Linked DNA regions of Mus musculus: regions 1 and 3 are each linked to region 2. A link is a contact called in public HiChIP or PLAC-seq data. All regions are on one chromosome and are shown on one strand. Each heading gives the region's core, a stretch centred on a gene start, on an enhancer-like site or on the middle of the called end of the contact. The rest is flanking DNA. Distances are from core to core; before and after follow the strand shown. Region 1 overlaps Sdccag8 (serologically defined colon cancer antigen 8). Region 2 has its middle 14 kb from the start of Zbtb18. Region 3 overlaps Akt3 (thymoma viral proto-oncogene 3).

Region 1 (4,132 bases), core at 419-2,918, 460 kb before region 2:
TAGGGGGGAAAAAAAGCCTCAAATTCAGCTTTCTTCCACTATAGAACTGCATTTAAAACAGTTTACCATCAGGAGAAATCTTTAGTTTTTGGTTAAGACTCTTAAATTATATTCTATACATACATTTATATGCATGCCTATATTAATAAGGCCCATTTTCCTTGGCAAAAGAGGTGCTTTTCAAGTCTAAGATAATTAAGAGTTTAAATTTTCAATTCCTAAAACATTACAAATAGATGTAAATCCATGATGCTTGTGTTTGGGTTCTGAGTCGTGCTGTAAAGGAACCAGTTTGTCATATTCTACCCAGAGGTAATATTTACACCTACATCTACAGCATTGATGCTGAAAGTTTGTGGAAGTCATCTAGACGGCTGACAGTCTGAGGCAGATGTATGACCATAGCTGTGGCATCCGTGGCTATACCTTAATTGTAAAAGCCATGTGACCATCTGAGTATCAAAACGCTAATGTCTGCCTACACCCCTGATCCTCAGTATGTGACTTCATGGATACCAGATGAATGTCAAGGAGATAGGTCAGACAGTCAGTATGTGACAGAAGGCTGGGATGTGTCTGCAGCAGTTTCCTGAGGTGGTCTTCCCTCAGCTAATCAAGTGGGCTGCAGCATCCACGCATGTTGCGATGCCACAGGGCCTTCTATTCCTCCTCAGTCTTCAGGAGACACCCCTGCTCTTCATAGCTAACCTGTTCTGTATGCAGCAGGCAAGGGGACAGTGCTGGCTGCAGGTGCTCTTCTACAGATATGGCTCCTGCTTTTTGTTTCTTTCTTTGTTTGTTTGTTTGTTTTAAATAAATTCAAATTAGAATCTCCATTCACAGAACTTTCTAACATTAAATGTTAAAGGTAATTTAATCTTAGAGAAAAGCTCCCTCTCTTTTCAGACTGCAAGATCGATTCTTGAGACCACGTTGGTCTCCCTAATTTATGTAAATGTTTGGCTGTCTACCTCCACTTAGAGCTGTTAGAGTTTTTGCTGATTTGCTTGGCATGTCTCCAACCAAATAGTCCATTAACATTCCAATCCTTTCCCAATAATTGAGACAATCAATTTACATAAAACAAGGCACGATTATAATTTTATGTACAATTTAAATTCTATAGAAAATAATCAGTGCAATAAAGAGGGACACTTATTTTGATGCAAAGGGGTGTTTTTATAGTCAGTATTAAACAAATCTTTGATGTTTTCAGACTCCTCCCTGCATTCTCTTGAATGGAGTGCAGCTCTGTTGCAGATTCCAATGGAGGATCGAGTGAGGGCCGTGGTGCTGCCTGCGTGGTAAACTGTGACTTCTTCTCAGAGCCATTTATTTAATGCAGAGTATGGGCACAGAAGATGGTAGCATGTTTGCTACTTGCTCCGAGCTACTTCTTGTGAGACGGACAGGACAGTCAGCAACCGCGCGCTGAGCTTTGTTTGTCTTTCCCAGCCTTAGTGAACCGGACACAGTCATCTTCGCCTGCTGCCATGGACCAGGGCTTGTATGTTGAATTCTAAGAAAGAAGGTGAAGGGAATTTGAAAACTATGTGTAACACGGGGCAGCATCCCGTGTAGCATGCCTTTGTGTGGAAAGCCATTCCAGGGAAAGCCTCAGACCCCAGCCAGAAGCCTTGCAAAGCAGCCTGGCAAAGCTGCGGCTCTGCCTCAAGCTACTGTGGTTCTTCTCCCTTCTGAGTGCTTAAAGAGGCTGGTGTGTCAGTCAGCAAATCTAGAACACTGCAGAAATATTATTATGAAGAATGCAGTAAAAAATAATGACAAGATAGAAAACAAATCCTGTCAGAGAAGGGATATATTTGGCCTCCACTTGCTGTGTCTGTCTGTTTCCACGAATGGTCCAGAATAGAAACCGGATGTTTAAAATCGCCCTCTCTTCCTCTCGCATGCTCTCCCCCTCCTGTCTCCCTTCCTCTTCAGTATTAGTAGGCTTACTATTTTTATTATTTTTTATTTATATTCCTAGTTTTCAATATTTGCCATTTGTGTGGATAACACATTAATTTTTAATGAAATATTTTGAGACTCTTAGAATAGCTGAATTATAAAAGAAACTTGAAATGTATATAGACTCCAGGCAGCATATGAATTAATATCCCATGGGGTTAGTTTGCTTCTGCGTGAATGGCAAGTGGCGGTGCTGGAGGATGGTGGGAGGTTAGATGCAGGGCCGATGTTTGTGCAGAGTCCAGTTGGCAATGATGTCAGCATAGAATGCCTTTAAGGTGCTGCTTTAGTTGGTCACTAGTGAACGAGATGTTCACTTAATCTGCTCTTAATTTCCTTTCTACCTAAAAACCCATATTTTAACAAGCCTCACTGCTGGGCAAAGCAGTTCCTGTGAAACTTGTATGAAATGCTCTGTTGTTATCTGTCTGTCCAGATTATTGTAGGCAGGCCTTGTGAGGTGTTGCTTCACACTGAACCCGACCTAACTTCAGTTTGCTTCTTTTTGAGAACTAAAGACTTGATGGAGGTTTCTTTGGTAGCTTGTTCCCTCTGATCCATCAGGTCTCTGTCTTCTATGGCTCCTGGATTTGCATCGGAGCACTGTCCTTGCGAGTCCAGCCAGGGCTGTGGCTGTGGCTGTGGCTGTGGCTGTGGCTGTGTTTGGGATTCGTTTTAGAGTTTAAACTGAGACAAGTAGTTTCATTTTGTTGTTGTTGGGTTTTTGTTTTTGTTTTAATTCTTTCATTATTATTAAACAAAAGTTTTCGTATATCATTAGAGCCTTAAGATATAATAAAGTAGATTCCTTTTCATTCTCAAACAAGTATTTTATGTTGAAAACTTAAATTTCATTTTAATCATTTTATATAGGTGGCTAATTTTGTATTTTCTTCTTAATGAACATTTCTAAATTATTTTACTTTCCTCCACTTTACTTACTGTCAATAATTTTTATATTCTCCCCTAAATATTTTTTATCTACTCTGTGCCTCTCTTGTGCTCCTGTCTCCCACACTCACTCCTCAGCCCTGTTCTCAGTGTATGCACACCGTCCATGAGGAAACAGAGGCCTGCCAGGGAAGTCTGTTTTCTGACTTCTAGCCTAGTGTTCTCTGATGCCCTCACTCCCTCAGCTGTGAGCTCTGAGGGTGCAGCGGTGCTCTGGACTGGTGCAAATAAGCAAGAGAGAAGTACTGGGTGGGCAGGAGTCTGTGTAAAACACAGAGAGTCGAGACATGTTTCTCTGTACTTGGATAACCTGTTCTAAGCACAATGTTATTTGGGTTTTTTTTGTTTGTCTGTTTGTTTGTTTGCTTGCTTGTTTTTTTTTCAGATAGACCACACCCAAACTGCATCTTTGCTGGACTCAATTTTGATTTTCCTAAATAAACTGCAGTCACACAGACATTTGGTAAGCAGCATGTGTGGCATCTGCCATTTGGTGGCCCTCTCAATGCAGTCTTTTGTATTTATTTTGTGCACACCTTTCTTTGTGTGTGGGATATCCAGTTTTGTTGAATCTTTAAACCATTCCTCTTTGTTTTCATAGAATCAGTATTTTAGCAGTTATATTTCTGAGTTAAATAAGTATTTAATTATTTTAATAGAAGTAGCATCACCACACTTGGGAAGAAACAAAGCTGGTTTTGAGAATAGTATTACTGCTGAGAGCACCAGTGCCGGTCCATGCTTGACAGCAGTAGCCTTTTCCTGAGGAGTACAGGTGTGTGTGACACTCCTTTGAGAGGGATGGGAAGTGTTGGCTCATCTCATCATCAGAGGAAGTGGTGACCCATTTGGAGCACTTCTGCTGTAGTCGAAGTGAAAGCTTAAAACATAGTAAGACATTTGACTTCTCCACAAGCGCCTTTGTTTCTTTTTTGCCCCAGTACAGGGAAATGCCAGGGCCAGGAAGTGGGAGTGGTGGGTAGGGGAGCAGGGTGCGGGGAGGGTATAGGGGACTTTCAGGATAACACTTGAAATGTAAATGAAGAAAATATCTAATAAAAAATTGAAAGAAAAAAAAAAGAATATCAGCCTCATCCTGCCCAGAAGCTGGGCCAGTGGAGATATCTTACACCAAGCGAACTCCCCACCACTCAAGGAAGCATCAGCACTCCATATTGGTTCCTACTGACCTGACACCCCTAGGGGTGAG
Region 2 (4,244 bases), core at 1,341-3,840:
TATGTGTGTGTGTGTGTATGTGTATTATGTATGTGAGTAGGTGTGTATATGTGTATATATGTATGTGTGTATGAGTATGTATGTATATATGTATATACTTATGTGTGTATATAAGTGTGTGCATGTATGTGTGTATATGAGTATTGTGTATGTTTTTGTATATAAGTGAGTGTGTATATGTGTATGCATGTGTGTATGTGAGAATATGTATTGTGTATGTAAGCGTGTGTGTGTGCCTCAACGTGTGTGTGTGTGTGTGTGTGTGTGAAGAGCACTGAAGATCTACTCTTTAAGCAAACTCTACGTATGTAACAGGACTGGGGTCTGGGGAGATAGTTTGGGTGATGCAATACTTGTGCACAATCGTGAGGACTTACGCTCGATTTCCAGGACCCATACAACCATCTGGCCATGGTGGCACGTGCCTGTAAATTGAGCACTGAGAGGTGACAGAGAAGGCTTTTTGGGGCTTGCTGCCCAGCTAGTCTAGCCAAATGGTGAGCTCTAGGTCAGTGAGATGGACAGCGTTCCTGAAGGTAGGTAAGGAAAGAAGGGTCCATTCAGGCTCTGGGTGGGAGGGCACTGCCCGTCGCTGTAGAGAATGCAGGACAGTGAGAGCTTGAGACAGCTGCTTGCACTGCATCTGTAGCAGAAGCAGAGAGCAACAAATCCTTAGAGTTAGCTTGCTTTCTTCTTTTCACCCAGTCCAGGACCTCAGCCAGGGAAATGCTGCTATCCATGGTGAGAGGCTCTTTCTGCCTCAGTTTCTCTAGTCTGGAAAATCCCTCACAGGCATGCCTAGAAACTTTCTCCTATATCCCATCTCGTTACAATCAATATAAACCATCCCAGGTGTGTACATCCCATCCTTGGGGTCCATTATATCAGCCCAAGCTCAACTCATTACACGTACATTTCAGACACTAGATAGCAACAAAATGAAAGACACCACAGGCATGTGGACTGTCTTTTAATGAGGACCAAAATGCTTCCACTCACACGCCCAGAGCTCACCATATGGGTATCTAGCTGCAAAGGAAGCTGGGAAACAGTTTATTTGAAGGCATCATGTACTTGAGTTTTATCACTAAGGAAGAAAGAGAACTGCTGGGAGAGTAATGACCAGGAAAAAAAAGAAATCACTCAAGTTAATCACTGAGAACGTACTCCTGCTCGGGAAAGTCGGCTTGTCCAAAGTGCAATTTTAGATATGCATCTGTATACATATACATATGGCCATTTTCTTGTTTATAATTAAAAATAAATAAGCAGGATGAGGGTGTAGCTCAGGGGCAGAGCTCTTGGTTTAGTGTGAACGAGGATCTCGAGATTCCATCCTCAGGACCATAAAAGAAATAAGATGGGATGCAGATGGTTACCATATCCATCCCATTCTTAGCCCATCATAATTCCTCTGTAGTCAGTGAATTAGGCATCCTCCGATGTGTGGTATCACTTACATGAATCCTACAGGAAAAGAAGAAGGAGTCCACTCTGCATTGCGGTCCTCGCTGTGCAGAGAGAAAATTACGTGCATATACAGGCATATAACAACAGGCTGCAATTGTCTCAATGACTGCAGCAGTGTTGAGATTGTTATACTGATCTGTGGATAGATAATCTCTTCTGAGCCCATTTATGTCTGTGAATGTGTTCATATGAACAAAAACTTGCTGGATTTTCCATCTCTGGGATGCCGACCACCAAACGGAACCATGGAGAAAGTATGGGAGAACAGACAAATCATAGACAACTCTCTTTAAATTAGTTAAAACGATAGACACCTTTATGTTTTCTTTCTGTGGACTGTAATTTACTGGTTGGTAGCATACACACTAGACTCACCCCCTCCCACGTCCTACAATGTTACTTATAATTTGTATCCCACTGCAGTAAGTTTTTAAATTGTATCTATTCTTAACACCATATATTCCCTAATGACACAGATCCTACTAAATATCTGGAGGCTTGAGTGTCCCCAGCGATCTGATGGTGGGGACATCCAAAACCTGGACTCTTATATCCCTACCAGATAGGATCTAAATTCCCACTGAAGGTGCATGCTGTTAGTGTCATGACTATTTTCAACAGAAACAGAAACTACGTGGGTGTACTGGTCCCTGGGGTGCTGTAAGGCAGCCAGCCGGATGTCAGATGCAGGTGGTCTGACCCAGAGACAGACTGCTTTCCTGTGGCCGCACATCATCCCATAACCCAGCAGAGGGATCATGCCAACCAGGCACAACCGCAGAATGCTCAGGGCACATCCCTCCCCAGGACAGCCTACTGTCTAGTTAGAAAAATAGCATAAGGATGGATATACAATGACCTGACTCTCAAATCCCCTCTCCGTAGGAGCACTGAGCATCAGCTGAAGTGGCCTGGGAGGTGTAGAATCAGTACTGGGCGCTTCATTTGGAACTGCTGACTTCCGTAGGTGGGACACTTTGCCTTGCTTTGCCTCAGGAAGACAGATGGGAACCTTCGAGGCAAAGGTGTTGGGGAGATTTTCCTCCATGCAAATTTTATCTTGCCACGGAATCAAACACCAGTCTGTTTCGGTATGCGCTCGCTCATTTCCTCCGCGCCACACGAGTCGTTTATTTGCAATCACGTTCGCATATTCTGGGCACTGCACATTGGTTCAGTTCACAAGGGGACGGAAACAGATAAAGATTTTGTTAATGGATCCCTTTGTGCATAAAAAGAACTCCCATCTCCCCTCCCACATGCTGTCCCGAATTCCCCTCTTCCTCCTCCAAGTCTTACTTTTTTCTCAGAATGTCTGTGTGTGCCGCATGGCAGTGATTTTCCCTTGGTAATTGCCTTCTTCAAGAAGAAACTTTACAACAGTGAACCCCCACAACACTGTCGTATAAACCAGGGCTGCTTCGAGGCAAAAAAAATCAAGTTGAAAATTATACATTGTGAGTTTTGACATTAAAAAAAGAAGAAGAAAGACTCCCTTCAACACGAGTAGAATTTTGACTGCTGTCCCCAAACATTTACATTTAAATGATAGCCTTCACCAGACCTGTGCGCACTTGATTTTACAGTATGGCGTTCAGAGGAGATAAATGGTGACTTTATTTCAGCATATTCATCTTACAAGTCTGCCTCATTCTGCTTTCTTTTCTTTTTCTTTCTTTCTTTCTTTCTTTTTTTTTTTTTACAAAAGTAGGGTGGAATTCTATGAAAATCTCCGTTGTGGAAACGGAAGAGCTCATGACTTGTCTTGGTAGGGGTCTGTGCCCTGAGATGGCAGTGGCCAGCTTGAGGTGAGAGAAGCATACCTTCTCAGAGTGTCCCCAACCCCAAGAAAGGATCGTGGTAGCAGTAGCTCTCTTTCCCTTGCAATAGCAACAACAAAATGATGCCACAGACAAAAACTGTCATGTCCCACCCACTCCATCTGTCCTTTGCTGTGCACCCACGGCTCCCTCATTCTACAAATTAATCTTTCACACATTTTTCAACAAAAAAAGTGTTAATGTTATAAAAGAAAAAAACAAGGAAAACAGAAAGGGCTGTGTAGAAAATAAATTAAATTTAAATTTGATGGCAGTTATGACTTTTTTTATTGACTATAGGAGCAAACAGTCACATCAAATTGGTGCCACTGGCATATAATTAAAACTACAGGGCACCCTTAATGATCTCTGACAATGATCGCGTGTGTGGTTTTTTTTAAATATAGCATGCACATTTTGTCCAATTTGGGTCTTTTTTCCTGTTGCTTTTGTCCTCTTTCTGAGTGGGTATTATTCATGAACCGAGTCTTTATTATCTATTTGGCCATCTGCATAGCATTGGCCATAGTCCCCTGTATTGTAATTTTGAGTGAAAATAAGGGCTATGGGAGATTGCAGCCCTAAAAATAATAATACTAGCAGTGAGAACTCAAATTTAAAAAAAAAAGAAAAAAGAAAAAAGAAAAGAAAGAAAAAAACCATGAAGGAAAAGACTCGGGATGGAGGTGAGGTTTAGAGGCACATGGCAAGGAGGTCAGAAACATGTAAACCATTTTGGGAATGGGATCTGGACGTTCACGCTGAGCAAAGCGACGTTACTCCCGTTGCTGAGAGGCCCTGCTGGATGGGATGCTTCCTCAGGCTCCAGTGTCGTTCAAAGAAAATAAAATCCTCTGTTTTCTCGAAAGATCCTCTTGTTTCAGAAGATCCTCCTGTTTCGAAAGTTTGTAGACCTCATAATGCAGTGGTGGCCCCAAATTCTAGCGCCGCCGT
Region 3 (4,275 bases), core at 859-3,358, 290 kb before region 2:
GACTGCCTGCTCTCCTCTTTCAGAGGTCAGTCTAATCCTGGACTGACAATATTACCAATGCAACTGGCGACACAGAAGTTGTTTACAATTTTGGTAAACCTGCAATGTATGATCAAGATGCCTTAAAAGCTTTCCAGATGTACCCACATTTCTGCTTTTCCATATGTTCCTTCATGATTATTTTGAGAAATATATTATAGTCAAGAAATTTTCCTTCCACTGCATAATGCATGAACTTGTCGTTTAAGTATAGTTTTCATGCCTGCTTCCTAAGGAAGGTTAGACTCCATGAAGAAATTAAAAAAAAAACAACCTATGCACCAAATACTGTAAAGCAGTGTTTCTCAACCTGTGGGTTGTGACCCTTGTGGGTGAGGATGAACAACCCTTTCACATGGATCTCTGAAGGCCATCAGAAAACACAGATATTTAAATTATGATTCATAACAGTAACAAAACTAGTTATGAAGTACCAATAAAAATAATTTTGTGGTTGGAGGCCACCACAATATGTGGAACTATAGTAAAGGCTGCATTACTTAGAATGTTAAGGCTACTGTTGTAAGATGTTAGAAGGGCAACTTTAACTTCTCTAAGGAAGTGCATTATCAGCATTTTATTTAAAATGTTCCATAATCGTTAACAATTACCACCTTACCTTTAAGCATTCTGGTATTTGTTTAATGATACCCAGCTTATTAAACCCTGAAACCTATGGTTTTCAGGCAACTTTACACCAAGAAATAATACATTTAATCATTCTTTTAAACAAAACAACATCCTAACGGTATTATAGTATCAAATCTAATTCAGAAAAATCAAGGGGGAGTGGAGAACACTCAATGCTGCACACAATCTCGCCAACAGAAAATAGCATCCTGGCAATTTAATGAAGAATAAACCATGAGATTAGTTTACATAGAAGAAGATATGTTGTGGAGAATTACTCAATCTGTACTAAGCTTCCTGCTGGGTTAAATGTGAGCTAAATTATTATTTTGCTTTCACTTACGCCCTTGTACATTGTGAAAGCAGAGCTGTCTTTTTCTACATTACTGCAAAAATTCTCCATTTCTACACCATACCTCATTTAAATATGAAGTCATTTACATACTATTTTAATAATGTGGAAATGCTAGAAGTACTGCAAATGCAGAGGAAAGCAGATCTCTGTGAGTTCAAGGCCAGCCTGGACTACATAATGAGTTCCAGGACAGCCAGGGCTACAAAAAGAGACCTTGCCTCAAAACAACACAATAAGAAAAAACTTCTGCAAAGAAACTGACTTATTTAAACATATAGTTTCATTAGAAAAAATTAACATCCATACTGTAACATTTTCTATTTTTAGCACCTCATACTCTCTGCATATTTAAATCTTACATATAATTTTAGGAAATAGCCTTAATAAAATCAAATATGGAAGCAATGTAAGCATAATGCAAACCTACTCACCATGTCTGTTCAACACCTAGAACAGATCAGGCAAAGGAAGAACTATTAATTGTATAAGTACACAACTTATCACTATCCCGCCACACTCATGGCATAAAAACTTAGAATATCTCAGAATAAAAAAAAAAAAAAAAAACCCTGAGATCACTCCCTTCCACCCCTTTGGTCTCTACTGTTTAAGTACTACACAACTGGAGAGCTTGCTAATCAGGAAGTCTGTGCTGGGCAAGGACAGGGTGCACTGTCAAACTAGTTTATCCTGCTGTCATTTCACCTCTGCTTTATAAAATTAGTGGGAAGTATAGCACTTTATCTTACCCCTTCACCTAAAGATCTCTCCAATGATCAACCTCTAGTGGTGTGGGACCCTGAAAAGGACATATCACTAAACTCAAGACATCTAATCATTTTAAGGGTAAATTCATGCCCTTCAAAATTCTTGCTTTCCTTAAACAATAATCTATTATGTCCATTGTGATCAGGTTACAAGAAAGCTTGACTTTGCTTAAAAATCCTCAGCTAAGCCCTGTCTGTATTTAGGTTTCACTCCAAGGGATCCCTTCACACAAACAAGGGATGAGCACTGCAGTCTCCTCACTGCACAGACAGCTAACAGGAAACTGAGCCACACAGAGGGAAGCCTGTAGAGGACATAGATGATGCTTGAACAGACAGCTACACAAATAACATCCTTTTATCTTCTTCCTCACAGTGGATGTGAATACAACTGTTCAGATTCAAGTGACAGTTATGCTACTTATTACACTAAGTATGGGAGTGACAAACTGGGCATATCACCCTTCATGCCTTAGTTCCCTCTTCTGTAAAATGGGGACAGCAGTAATAGAAAAATAGATTAATATTTATAATACACACAGAACATCTGCTCACAGTAAGAATTATAAAATTGTTTGCTGCCGGGTGGTGGTGGCACACGCCTTTAATCCCTGCACTTGGGAGGCAGAGGCAGGCTGATTTCTGTGTTCGAGGCCAGCCTGGTCTACAAAGTTCCATTACAGCCAGGACTACACAGAGAAACCCTGTCTCGAAAAACCAAAACACACACACACACACACACACACACACACACAAAAAAACCCACAAAAAAAAAACCAAAAACAGAAACAAAAATAAAATTGTTTGCTAATAAACTAAAATGGCTTATGGTATAAAAAAAGAAAACCAATGCAAAAAAACTTAGGAAAGGGAAGGATATGAAGATACATGATAGTCATGTCTTCAATTCTTTATAAAGGCAAATAAAAAAATTTAGGGATTAGGATGATAGTGATAAAGTTTTTGCCACAGAAACATGAAGACTTAGGTACAATTCCCAAAACCTTCACAAAAGCTGGGCAGGATGTACAAGCTGGTGTTCCAGTCCTTGGGAAGCAGAGACAAGTGATCCCTGGGGCTCACAGACCAGTCAACCTAGCTAATCATGTGAACTCCCAATGAGTTACCTAGACCTCAAAAATTAACATCATGGAGAGTGATGGACAAAGACCCCCTGACATCCACACATTCACACAACACGATATATGAAAAAAACTTCCATTTCATTATTTACTGTACTTGGTCCTGTTTTGATCTACCATCCTCACTAACAATGATTTTGAAAATTTAGAATACCCAAGATATAAGGTACAATTTGCTAAACGCATGAAACTCAAGAAGAACGAAGACCAAAGTGTGGACACTTTGCCCCTTCTTAGAATTGGGAAAAAACACCCATGGAAGGAGTTACAGAGACAAAATTTGGAGCTGTTTCAAAAGGATGAACCATCTAGAGACTGCCATATCCAGGGATCCATCCCATAATCAGCTTCCAAACGCTGACACCATTGCATACACTAGCAAGATTTTGCTGAAAGGACCCTGATACAGCTGTCTCTTGTGAGGCTATGCCAGTTCCTGGCAAACACAGAAGTGGATGCTCACAGTCAGCTATTGGATGGATCACAGGGCCCCCAATAGAGGAGCTAGAGAAAGTACCCAAGGAGCTGAAGGGGTCTGCAACCCTATAGGTGGAACAACATTATGAACTAACCAGTAACCCCGGAGCATGTGTCTCTAGCTGCATATGTATCAGAAGATGGCCTAGTCGGCCATCATTGGGAAGAGAGGCCCATTGGTCTTGCAAATTTTATATGCCTCAGTACAGGGGAATGCAAGGGCCAAGAAGTGGGAGTGGGTGGGTAGGGGAGTGGGGGGGGGCGGTATGGGGAACTTTCGGGATAGCATTTGAAATTTGAAATGTATATAAAGAAAATATCTAATAAAAAATAACAAAAAATTGCTGCCAATACTCTCATAGAAATCCTTTTTAAATTCAATATCGCAAGACCCTGAAAAGGCAATAAATTGGATATATTATTAAACATTTCATTTCTTTCTAATGTCATTAGAAAGTACAAAGGAAAGGCTGTACCTCATTCCTTTGACATTATTCCTTTCCTGTGCTTCCTCTGTTACAGGACAGTCTATTCCCACTCTGAATTCTGAAACACATTAAACTACCTGTCATACTTGGCTTTTAAAATTACTTGGAAAAAAGTACATTTCTAACTGCTGATATTATATATATATATGTGTGTGTGTGTGTGTGTGTGTGTGTGTGTGTTATTTTTATCTTATATTTATTTGATTAAAATTTTAAATATGTTTATAGTTTTGATTGAGAGAGAAATATGCTTCCATTTCAATGTATAATGTTATATATACAGATCCAAATGTAGGGATGCAAATTACTATAAATACAAATAATTTAAATACTTTAATAGCTATAGTTAAATACATAAAAAAGTAACACACACAAGT

What was found. HiChIP or PLAC-seq counts read pairs in DNA pulled down with a chosen protein or histone mark.
Region 1: a contact with region 2 is called in an H3K4me3 HiChIP or PLAC-seq map of the 230-238 cell line, with 5 times the contacts expected there. The contact joins two enhancer-like sites. A contact is called at or near these places in 5 of 39 promoter capture datasets (the 3T3-L1 cell line, hematopoietic stem and progenitor cells, hippocampal neurons and 2 more), 1 of 15 datasets of contacts at CTCF or cohesin (large pre-B cells) and 5 of 115 datasets of contacts at active chromatin or transcription factors (the 230-238 cell line, embryonic stem cells, forebrain and 1 more).
Region 3: a CTCF HiChIP or PLAC-seq map of pro-B cells shows a contact between it and region 2, with 6 times the contacts expected there. The contact joins two enhancer-like sites. A contact is called at or near these places in 10 of 39 promoter capture datasets (the 3T3-L1 cell line, 3T3-L1-derived adipocytes, the C10 cell line and 6 more), 1 of 15 datasets of contacts at CTCF or cohesin (pro-B cells) and 3 of 484 Hi-C or Micro-C datasets (cerebral cortex and nephron progenitors).

What each region holds. Positions count from the first base shown.
Region 1 is chr1:176,969,788-176,973,919 of GRCm38.p6, forward strand. All of the region lies in intron 16 of Sdccag8 (serologically defined colon cancer antigen 8), which reads left to right. Among named protein-coding and RNA genes, the nearest start is that of Gm15423, 31 kb to the left of the region's middle. Within about 2 kb of position 1,669, at least 13 of the 459 cell types and tissues checked have an H3K27ac peak or open chromatin away from gene starts, as enhancers often do. A contact at or near this core is called in the 230-238 cell line, where this site is marked.
Region 2 is chr1:177,425,876-177,430,119 of GRCm38.p6, forward strand. No RefSeq gene overlaps it. Among named protein-coding and RNA genes, the nearest start is that of Zbtb18, 14 kb to the right of the region's middle. Within about 2 kb of position 2,591, at least 36 of the 459 cell types and tissues checked have an H3K27ac peak or open chromatin away from gene starts, as enhancers often do. A contact at or near this core is called in the 230-238 cell line and pro-B cells, where this site is marked.
Region 3 is chr1:177,140,628-177,144,902 of GRCm38.p6, forward strand. All of the region lies in intron 1 of Akt3 (thymoma viral proto-oncogene 3), which reads right to left. Among named protein-coding and RNA genes, the nearest start is that of Akt3, 110 kb to the right of the region's middle. Within about 2 kb of position 2,109, at least 4 of the 459 cell types and tissues checked have an H3K27ac peak or open chromatin away from gene starts, as enhancers often do. A contact at or near this core is called in pro-B cells, where this site is marked.